Linked DNA regions of Gossypium arboreum: region 1 is linked to region 2. A link is a contact called in public Hi-C data. All regions are on one chromosome and are shown on one strand. Each heading gives the region's core, a stretch centred on a gene start, on an enhancer-like site or on the middle of the called end of the contact. The rest is flanking DNA. Distances are from core to core; before and after follow the strand shown.

The links. Hi-C and Micro-C count contacts between places; a contact is called where the count stands out from the background.
Region 1: a Hi-C map of leaf shows a contact between it and region 2, with 4 times the contacts expected there. The contact joins the promoter of LOC108458482 here to the promoter of LOC108459011 in region 2. A contact is called at or near these places in 2 of 5 Hi-C or Micro-C datasets (both in leaf).

Annotation. Positions count from the first base shown.
Region 1 is chr8:125,325,072-125,329,593 of ASM2569848v2, reverse strand. It overlaps LOC108458482, which reads left to right and starts at 2,201. Exons shown (of 3, transcript XR_008286844.1): 1 at 2,201-2,740; 2 at 2,834-3,745. LOC108457948 (metal tolerance protein C1) reads left to right here. Exons shown (of 12, transcript XM_017757167.2): 8 at 137-199; 9 at 369-474; 10 at 615-760; 11 at 833-924; 12 at 1,014-1,304. The coding sequence ends at 1,134. It overlaps LOC128279871 (small nucleolar RNA R41), which reads right to left and starts at 1,558; the gene lies at 1,461-1,558. LOC128279873 (small nucleolar RNA Z155) reads right to left here and starts at 1,392; the gene lies at 1,315-1,392.
Region 2 is chr8:125,095,672-125,100,177 of ASM2569848v2, reverse strand. It overlaps LOC108459011 (heavy metal-associated isoprenylated plant protein 35-like), which reads left to right and starts at 2,155. Exons shown (of 4, transcript XM_053017959.1): 1 at 2,155-2,173. The coding sequence starts at 2,155.

The DNA.
Region 1 (4,522 bases), core at 952-3,451, 230 kb before region 2:
ACGTAATCAGTCACAGGCACCCAGAATATCGTATCATGATTTGTCGGCCTGTTGCATTTGGTGAAATGTACAACTGAGTTATTCTTTTTTCTTTCTTGGCAATCTTCATTAATAACTTGTTCGAAATTGTTTGTAGGGATGCCATCGAATGAGAGGAAGGAGAGCTGGTTCTAATCTGTACCTTGATGTACATATTGTGGTGAGTTTTTAGCATATTTTTAACTACCAACGAGTATTGCAAAGAGGGCATGATTGGAAAGTATAAACTTCGCCTAACTTTTGCTAAACTGAGTATATGATCTTTATTTATTTAGCTATAAAATATCGCCTATTACTAAGTAATTTCCTCTTATTCTTCCAACCCGCAGGTTGATCCCTTTTCTAGTGTTAGTACTGCACATGGCATTGGCGAAAATGTTCGTCACCAAATTCATAAATCCCACCCCGAAGTAACCGAAGTTTTCATACACATTGGTATGTTACATGACTAGTTCATCCCTAAACCAACTTTTCATTGTGGTAGTCACATTACCTATGGGCTTTAAAAACACCGTTTGCATTTCCAAATTGTTGGCTTAAATATCAACTTTCTTTTTTCCATTTCGAAATTGTAGATCCTGCCTATGTAGAGTTCTCCCCTGATTTAATGGACCAAAATGAAGGTTTGAAGACAATCACTGAACAGAATAGTAACATGTCTGTCGGTGAAGAGAATGTTCAAGCAATTGTTTCTCATATTCTCTCATCAAAGTTTCCAAAGGTATGTGTCTCCTCTCATTATGTTATAAACAAACCTGATTTTAAGCTCTCAAGGTTACATGAATGCTTGCAGAAATTTAAGGTCGAGCGCATCACCCAACACACCTTACAAGGGAAGATGGTACTTGAAGTTGAGGTTACCATGCCACCAGATATTATGATCCGGTAAACAAGCTTTCCTTTTCGTTTTAGATTCATAATTTGTTCAGATTTTGCCTTGGAGATTCAAATTCAATATATTTGCCTAAATGCAGCGAAGCCATGGACACAGCGAAGGAAGCAGAGAAGGAGATAATGAAGGCAGCTTCAAACATTGTTCATGTCAACCTGCAGCTGAGATTGGGACGCCCAATTCCACAATTCAGATATATTTAACAAAACTTCCAATATTCAAGAAACCAGATTGCTCTGCCCTACCCTTAAACCTAGTTTGCTTTGCTCTACTGTTCCCATCTTTTGCAAAATGTGAAATAAAAAAGTTACTGTTGTTATAGGTATATCTTGATTTGCTTACGAATAAAAAGGAGATGAAAACTGATACAAAATTAAGAGCCAAAATGATCAGATAATTGTAGTCTGAATTTTTTTAGGCTACATTGTATTATTTCAGGAAAGGATATCATCATTTCAATGGCTCTGAATCAGGTAATAATATATATATTTTCATAAATAAATAAAAAGACAGTGAAGTTGGAGGGAAGAAGAAGGCTCAGAAGGATCCATTGGTGATTTTCTAATCACAAAAGAGCGAAAAAACCCCCTTCGTAAAATAGGTAGTTTTCAACATCACAGCCTCCCCCATCTTCTGTTATTGAAAACAAAACCAGAAAAAAGGATAATCAAAGCTTCAGAAATTCATCATTTTGAGAAGAAAAAAATGGAGAGAGAGAGAGAGAGAGAGAGAGAGAGGCAATTGCTTCAGCTGCGGGCGTAACTATAAATAGAGAAAAATTCAAAATTAGGGTTTAGGGGTTGCGTTGGTGAGGGGCATGCTTTACTTCGATTCTCGGAGTCGGCGGATAGCTAATTAGGTTTGGGCTTTGAAGGGATCCCTTCATAATCTGAGCTTTAGCTTCTTCGTAGTTAAAAAGCCCATTTGTTTATTTTATTTATTTAATTTTGAAATGGACTTATTCTATCGAAATAATTATTTAGGACTTTTTCTATACAATAATTATTTTAATTGAATAAAATATTTAATATTTTAATTATGTTTGATAATCATTTTAATTTTTGACTTAATATAAAATTTGTAATAAAAAGTGTTGAATAAATAATTAGATAAGTACTTATCGTTTAACATAAAAATATTAAGTTAAATTTATTTTATAAAAAATCTAAATAAATTATATTTTTAAAAATATTCAAATAATTATATTTATCATTTATCTAAAACTATCTAAAATAACAAAAATATTATACTAACAATATTAAATTTTTTCTTTTGAAAATGCCAGCTGATACTATTAATGGGAAAAGAAATCAATTCGATTACAGGCCTTAAAGACTAATGACCCTACAACTAGCCATCCCTAATTGATCACCAAAACGATGCTTTGAAACTCACAAAAACAAAACAAAAAGTAATGGAAAGCACATAGAACAGACACAAACTTGGAAATGAAACCAAACAAACTCAAACTTAACAAAGAGAAAAGCCAGGCTTGGAATCCCATTCTTCTCTAGCATTTTAAGCAACATCTTTTGTGCATCAGCAACTCAAGAGACCGATTATCCATGAACAACCAATTTCTGACCTTTCAAGCCCCAATCTCTATCAAAATCCTCGAGTTCATCGGACAGACCAATCGTCACAAAGTCCGGACTCAACTAAACCAGTCATCCACCATCATCTCCGCCACTCCTATCGCAGTTTACCAGTTCTTCCACCTCACGCGGTACTTCCTCTATCTAGTATTGGGGTCATCATATCTCCGTCCTTCCATCGCCATCCCATGTGCCACTTTATTGGCTTCCCTCGGTACAAATCTAAAACACATTCTTCTAAATTTGGGTGTTCTCCCCTTGATTTCTTAAATCAGACTGCTAATACATGATCTATCTTCTTTTGCAGAGTTTAGTTTTTTGATTACAGTTAGCGCGTCTCCCTCAACACATATATCTCGAAAACCCATTTCGACGGCCATAGTAACAGCCTGCAAACACGCCCTTGCCTCGGCCATAATCGGATCTGAAATATTCTTTCATGGGTAAGTACACGATGCCATCACTAATCCTTCTTTATTCCACGCAATGACTCGTGAACATGATCTTCGAGAATGTTGATTAAAAGAAGCATCAAAATTAATTTTTATAACATCATCAACAGGTGGTTCCCACACAAATCTTTTAGTCTCTTGCCTATTCTTCAATATCTCACCCATTTGCGTTATTTCGGAATAATAAGCATTGATAAACCTCACAATTTCATGTGCTTGCTCCCTTATCCCTTCATGGTAAATTTTGTTGCGAATGTACCAAAGAGCCCAGAAAGAAATAGCTCTGATTTTGCATGCTTCATTACTATAGTTCTCAACTCTAATGCTAACCATTTTTTCCAATTGGATTCTCTGTTGGTAGTTGAGTTAGTCACCCCCAACTCCTGCTGTACCTGTTGAGTAAAAGTGCAATCCCGAAAAAAGTGGCTCACCGTTTCCTCTTTTGCTCGGCATATTGGACAGAGCGTATCCACCACAAGCTTATGGGCTCTCAATTTTGCATCGTGGGCACAAATTCATTAGCAACCCTCCACATATGTATACGAATCTTGCTTGGTACATTAAGAAACTGAGATAGAAATTCATGTTGTATCATAGAATCCTCAACTGTAATTAGCCATTTATATCCACTTTTGACTGTATAAATCCTTGTATTATTGCCTCTTCAAATTAACGCATCATGTGGTTCACTGCTAGCCAATGGGATCAAAAGAATTCTCTTCAGCTGCTCCTCTCCAAATGATAAACAAATAGCATCTTGCTTCCAGGTAACAGATTCCCTCTCGATTAAATCATACACCTTAGAATATCGAATATCAATATTCTGAAAGTGCACCCTACCATTTCCAAACCTTAGCAACCAGGCATCATTCCAAATATTTACTGCAATGTCGTCCCCCATTCTCCAACCCACCCCCTCCTCAAGGAGTTGTTTAGCTTCCCAGATACTTCGCCAGGTATACGAAGGGTAAGAACCTAATCCTGTACTCATGAAGTCCCCTCTTGGGAAATATTTTGCCTCCATTAATCGTGCAAACAAACAATTAGGCTATGGAAAATGCCATGTTTCTAACCACAATCCGGAGCTAGTTGATTCTTGCCCTTTGTTCCCAAAATAATTCTTCCCTGTCAGCTTTAAAATTCATCTCTAGTTTAATCTTTGTAATCTTCGCCAAAACTGCATCACTAATCTCATCTGCACTTAATTCAAGCAGTCTAGAATTTAAAACTGTTGTTCATTGCTCCCTTAATACTTTTTCCTTTTTTGCCCAATTGCTCAAGCTTACTCTTATCTCCTTCAGCTTTACCAAGTTATTTTGCTTAGTTGAGTTTCAACCACTTTTAACTCGTTTCTCGAAGTCATTACCCAGCATCCAATTGGCATTGAAATGAAATTGGTACTGTCTTTTCCTAAATCGCAAACTCCTATCCCCATTTGTATCCACAACCACCAGGCAATGATCAGAAAAGCTATGTTGCAAGTGGTTCACCGAATACCCTATAAAAAGATCCCACCATTTTAGATTAGCTACCCATTTGTCCAG
Region 2 (4,506 bases), core at 906-3,405:
TCAGAAGCAAGATCTCCTTCAAGATTGAAGATCTCCAGTCAACTTCTCTAGAAGTTTTTTGGTTTCTTTATGTTTTGTAGTTTTCCTAATTTTGAGATGTTTTCCTCCCAAAGTATGAACTAAATTCCCTAGATACCTAGGGAAGATGAAACCTATGATGGATCTTGTTATTTAATTTTTTGAATTACATGATAAAGACTTGAATTCTTAATCTCAATTATGTGTACTTATTCCATGTTTTAATGTTTTCAGGATATTAATTCATGATTGATGTGCTTAATTCAGTGGAAGAAAAGTCTCTGTTTAAGAGTAGATCAGGCATAATTGAGTGAAGTTGCATGCAATCCTAGAAATAAGACGACATAAATCTACCAAATTAGAGTCAAATCTAATAGGGGAATCTATAGAACGAGTTAATGCGACAATAAGAGTTTTAATTAGAAAGAGATTTCAATTAATCAACCTAAAGTCAGTTGTTTTTACTCTCGAAAGAGATACTAATATAATTTAGGGATTTTTACAGATCAAGGCAAGAGAATAAATCATTTAATTCAGATTCAGAATAATAAGTGAAGTCTAGGTGGAGTCTTTCCTGGGTATTGTCTCTTTCATCGGTTTATTCGATTATTTTCTTACTTTATTCTCTGTCGAGTTCTTAATAATTAGTTTAGATAATTTTAGATTAAAACAAACTTCTTCAATTTACCGGCTAGATAATAGAAAGATAGTAAATACTAGTACTTTTAGTCCTCATGGAAGCTATACTATTATTCGATAGGTGCGCTTGCCTTTGTCGTGATTTTAGTTAGTTAAGTGAATCATCATCACCTAACTATTAAATTTTTGTTAAATTAATTACTAAATTTTCTATTTTCAATATATTTAAATGAGGGTGGAGCAAGAAATTTTTTTAAAGAAATTGAATTGAATTATAATTTTTTAAGGTCAAAGTATAATTTTATCTTATATTAATTTATACTTTTATCATTTTTTAATGTGCTAAATAAAAAAATTTATTTTTGGGGATAAAACATAATTTTATCACATATTAACTTTTGATTATATCATTTATAAGAGAACTAAAAGGCAATTTATCCATTGAAGTTAACCAAAGCCCTTACCTACCTCTCTAGATTCGCTTATGTTTTATTTTATTTTATTTTGAAAGAAATCGGATTGGAATTTTATTAAAAACTTATGAGAACCAAAACTAAAAATATGGCCCCAAGCCTATACTGCTGGCCACAATCCGTTAGCAACAAAAAATAAAAGAAAAACCAAAAAAAATAAAACAGAAAAGAAATATCTAGTCCAATCTAATCTGAACTATCCCCTACTGTCTATTCTCGTTCCTTCATTTTTTTCATACCGTCAATTCCAGTTCCTAAGAGAAATCTGACTTTTCCCTTCAGGTTCTCTCCATCCTCGTCGTCTTCTTCCCTGATTGGAGAATCGTTCAAGAGTACTTTCTTAATTCGGCTCACTAACCCTCCACCAGTTAGCCTCCAGCGAGCTCAAGGCATAGTCAGGCACTCTCCCTTCTAAGTAAACCTGTTCCCCTTTCCCCAAACTCTCTATAGTTATCTTATAAGCCACCAAATTCGCCATCTTTGGGGTATATTTGAAGTAAATATTCTGAATCTCTATTTTATTCTGTTGGATATTTCTGATATAAGCCCTTATTTTTTATTTATCAACTTCGGTTGACTGACACTTCTTGATAATTGACAATGCATCATCCTCAATCATCACCGATGACAACCCCATGTCCACCCCTATTTGCACCGCCTGAGAACATGCGGGAGCCTCAGCTGCAAACGATGACAATACATCCCTGTTCGGTACTGATTTCGAGGCTAAAACCCCTCTATTGGCGTCTCTAACTACCATCCCCGACCCAAATCTGTACTGTCAGAGGTCGTAAGCTGCGTTGAAATTAATCTTAACACTCATCCCCATCGGAGGGCTCCACCCCATAGTCATACAACTCGTTGTAGGTACCCTTCCTTCTAAACCATCTAATTCCCGAATATGACTGAGAATCAAATCAATAATACTTCTTCCAGATATTTGTTTTCCCTCATGCATACACTTATTCCTTTCTGTCCAGATTATCAACAATGCACAACATAAAAGACGACAATGGTTAATTGAACAATTCTTGAAAAACCAGGTAAGCCACTCCCTATTTTCTGAATTAGAACTTGTCACTAGCCATACAATGTTTAAATTTTTCAAAATTTTCAGGCACTCTTGAAATACATTGTCTTTGCTCTCCACAGCACCCCCATATCTAGGACATAATGCACTGACCACTAATATTTTGTAATATAAATTAGTTAGAGTAAGTAAAAAATTCCAAGAAATTTTCTAAATTGTAACTTTTTGCTTAGCAAATAGATCTAAACTCCATAATTTTCTGTAAAAAGCCCTGGAATCATTTTGGATGTAATTGGAATTAGGATTTGTATTACCTGCTAGAAGCATCTTATACGTAGTCCATATCGAGAACTCCCCCGAAAGTTCTCCTTTCCAAACCAGCAGATCATCATGTGCCTCCTTAGCTAAACAAACTCGAATTCTAGCAGCATCAATATTAGAAAATATATTTTTAATCACATCCACTTTCCATTCTCTAGAGTTACTATCTATTAAATCTGAAACCATTGTTACATCAGCATTACTAATATTGTTTCCCACCTTGTAATTGACTACCCCTGGTAGCCACGCATCCCCAAACACTGAAATTTTGGCACCAGTACCAACTCTCCAACATAGACCATCTTGTAAAAGGCCCATCAACGCCCACACACTCTCCAATTACAAGAAGGTATATTCCTTAATCTGGTACTTAAAAATCAGAATTCGAGTAGATTTTTAAAAATTAGAATTTGAGTACCATTTAGCTTTTAAACCACAAGCTAATAAAGAATTTGGATAATTAATAAGACGGCAGCCTTATTTTGCTAACAAAGCCAAATTGAATTTTGCTAATCTTCTAAACCCCAAACCCCTATTTTCTTTCAACTCAAACAATTGGTTCCACTCACACCAATGTATCCCTCGCCTTCCATGAGCTTTTTTGCCACCAAAATCTCGCTAGCTAACTCCCCACAAAGTGACTTTGGTAACAAAAAGCAAGCTATTAAGTATGTCCAAATAGCCTACAAAAAGGCTTTAATGAAAACCTAATTCCCTCCTTGGGACAAATACCTCGTGCTCTAACTATCAATTCTTTTCTTAAAACGGTCCTTTAAAATCTAGAACGACATCTTCTTTCTACACCCCACCATATTTGATAATCCTAAGTACCTCTCTAGACCATTCGAATGCCTAACCCCCAAAATTTGCGAAACCAATTGCCTATCCCTTTCAAAGGTATTCGAATTATAAAACATAGTGGACTTTTCATAATTAGTAAACTACCCTGAACACACATCATACTCCTTTAATACCTATTTCAAAATCTAATCCCCTTTTTCGTTTGCCTGTCCAAATAAGACACAATCATCAGTGAACAGTAAACGCAATATTTGAAGACCCCTCCTACTAACTTTAGCCCATTTCATTAGTTCATCCTTCATCGCTAATATCATAAAAGAGCCAATAACCCCTTGCTACATATTAAAAAAAGAAACAGACTCAATGGGCCCCCTTACCAAAGGCTTCTAGTAGATCTGAATGCCTCCCCAACTTTCTCATTCACAATTGTTAAATACAAAACAAAAGTAATGCACCCCATAATAATCTCCACCCACGACCTAGCAAAACCTATTCATTTCATTATCTCCTTTAAAAAACGCCATTTTACCTGGTTTTACACTTTACTCATATCTAATTTTAATGCTATGAACCTCTTTCTCCCTATTCTCTTTTGCCTAAAAGTTTGCAAGATTTCATAAACCAACAGCACATTATCAAATATCAATAAACCCAACACAAAGGCACTTTGAGCACCATAAATACAAACATCTAATACTATTTGAAAACGATTAGCTACCACCTTTGATACCACTTTGTAAAGAACCGTGCATAAACTAATTAGCCTAAAATTTGTTAAATTCATCGTATGGGGAATTTTTGGAATCAACACAATATTGGTAATATTAAAGGGTTCTAAAGCCATACCTTTGTTCAAAACTCCTAAGCAATATGAAGTAACGTCTCTCCGAACAATATGCCAAATCCTTAAAAGAACAAACCTGGAAAACCATCTGCTCCAACGCCTTTGTTAGCCCCCTTCCTTTTAAGGCCGAATAAACCTCCTCCCCCATAAACCTGGTCATCAACATCTAATTAACATCATATGAAATGCACTTCTCCACCCCCGACAAAATATGACTAGTATCTCATATCCCATTTGAAAAAAGATTTTGAAAATAATTCTGAACAATCCCCTTCATTTCATCCTTATCCATAGCCACCCTCCCATCATCATATTACAGACTACTAATGTGATTCATTATTCTACGTTGGGAGGCATAATTATGGAAAGAAAAGCTATAT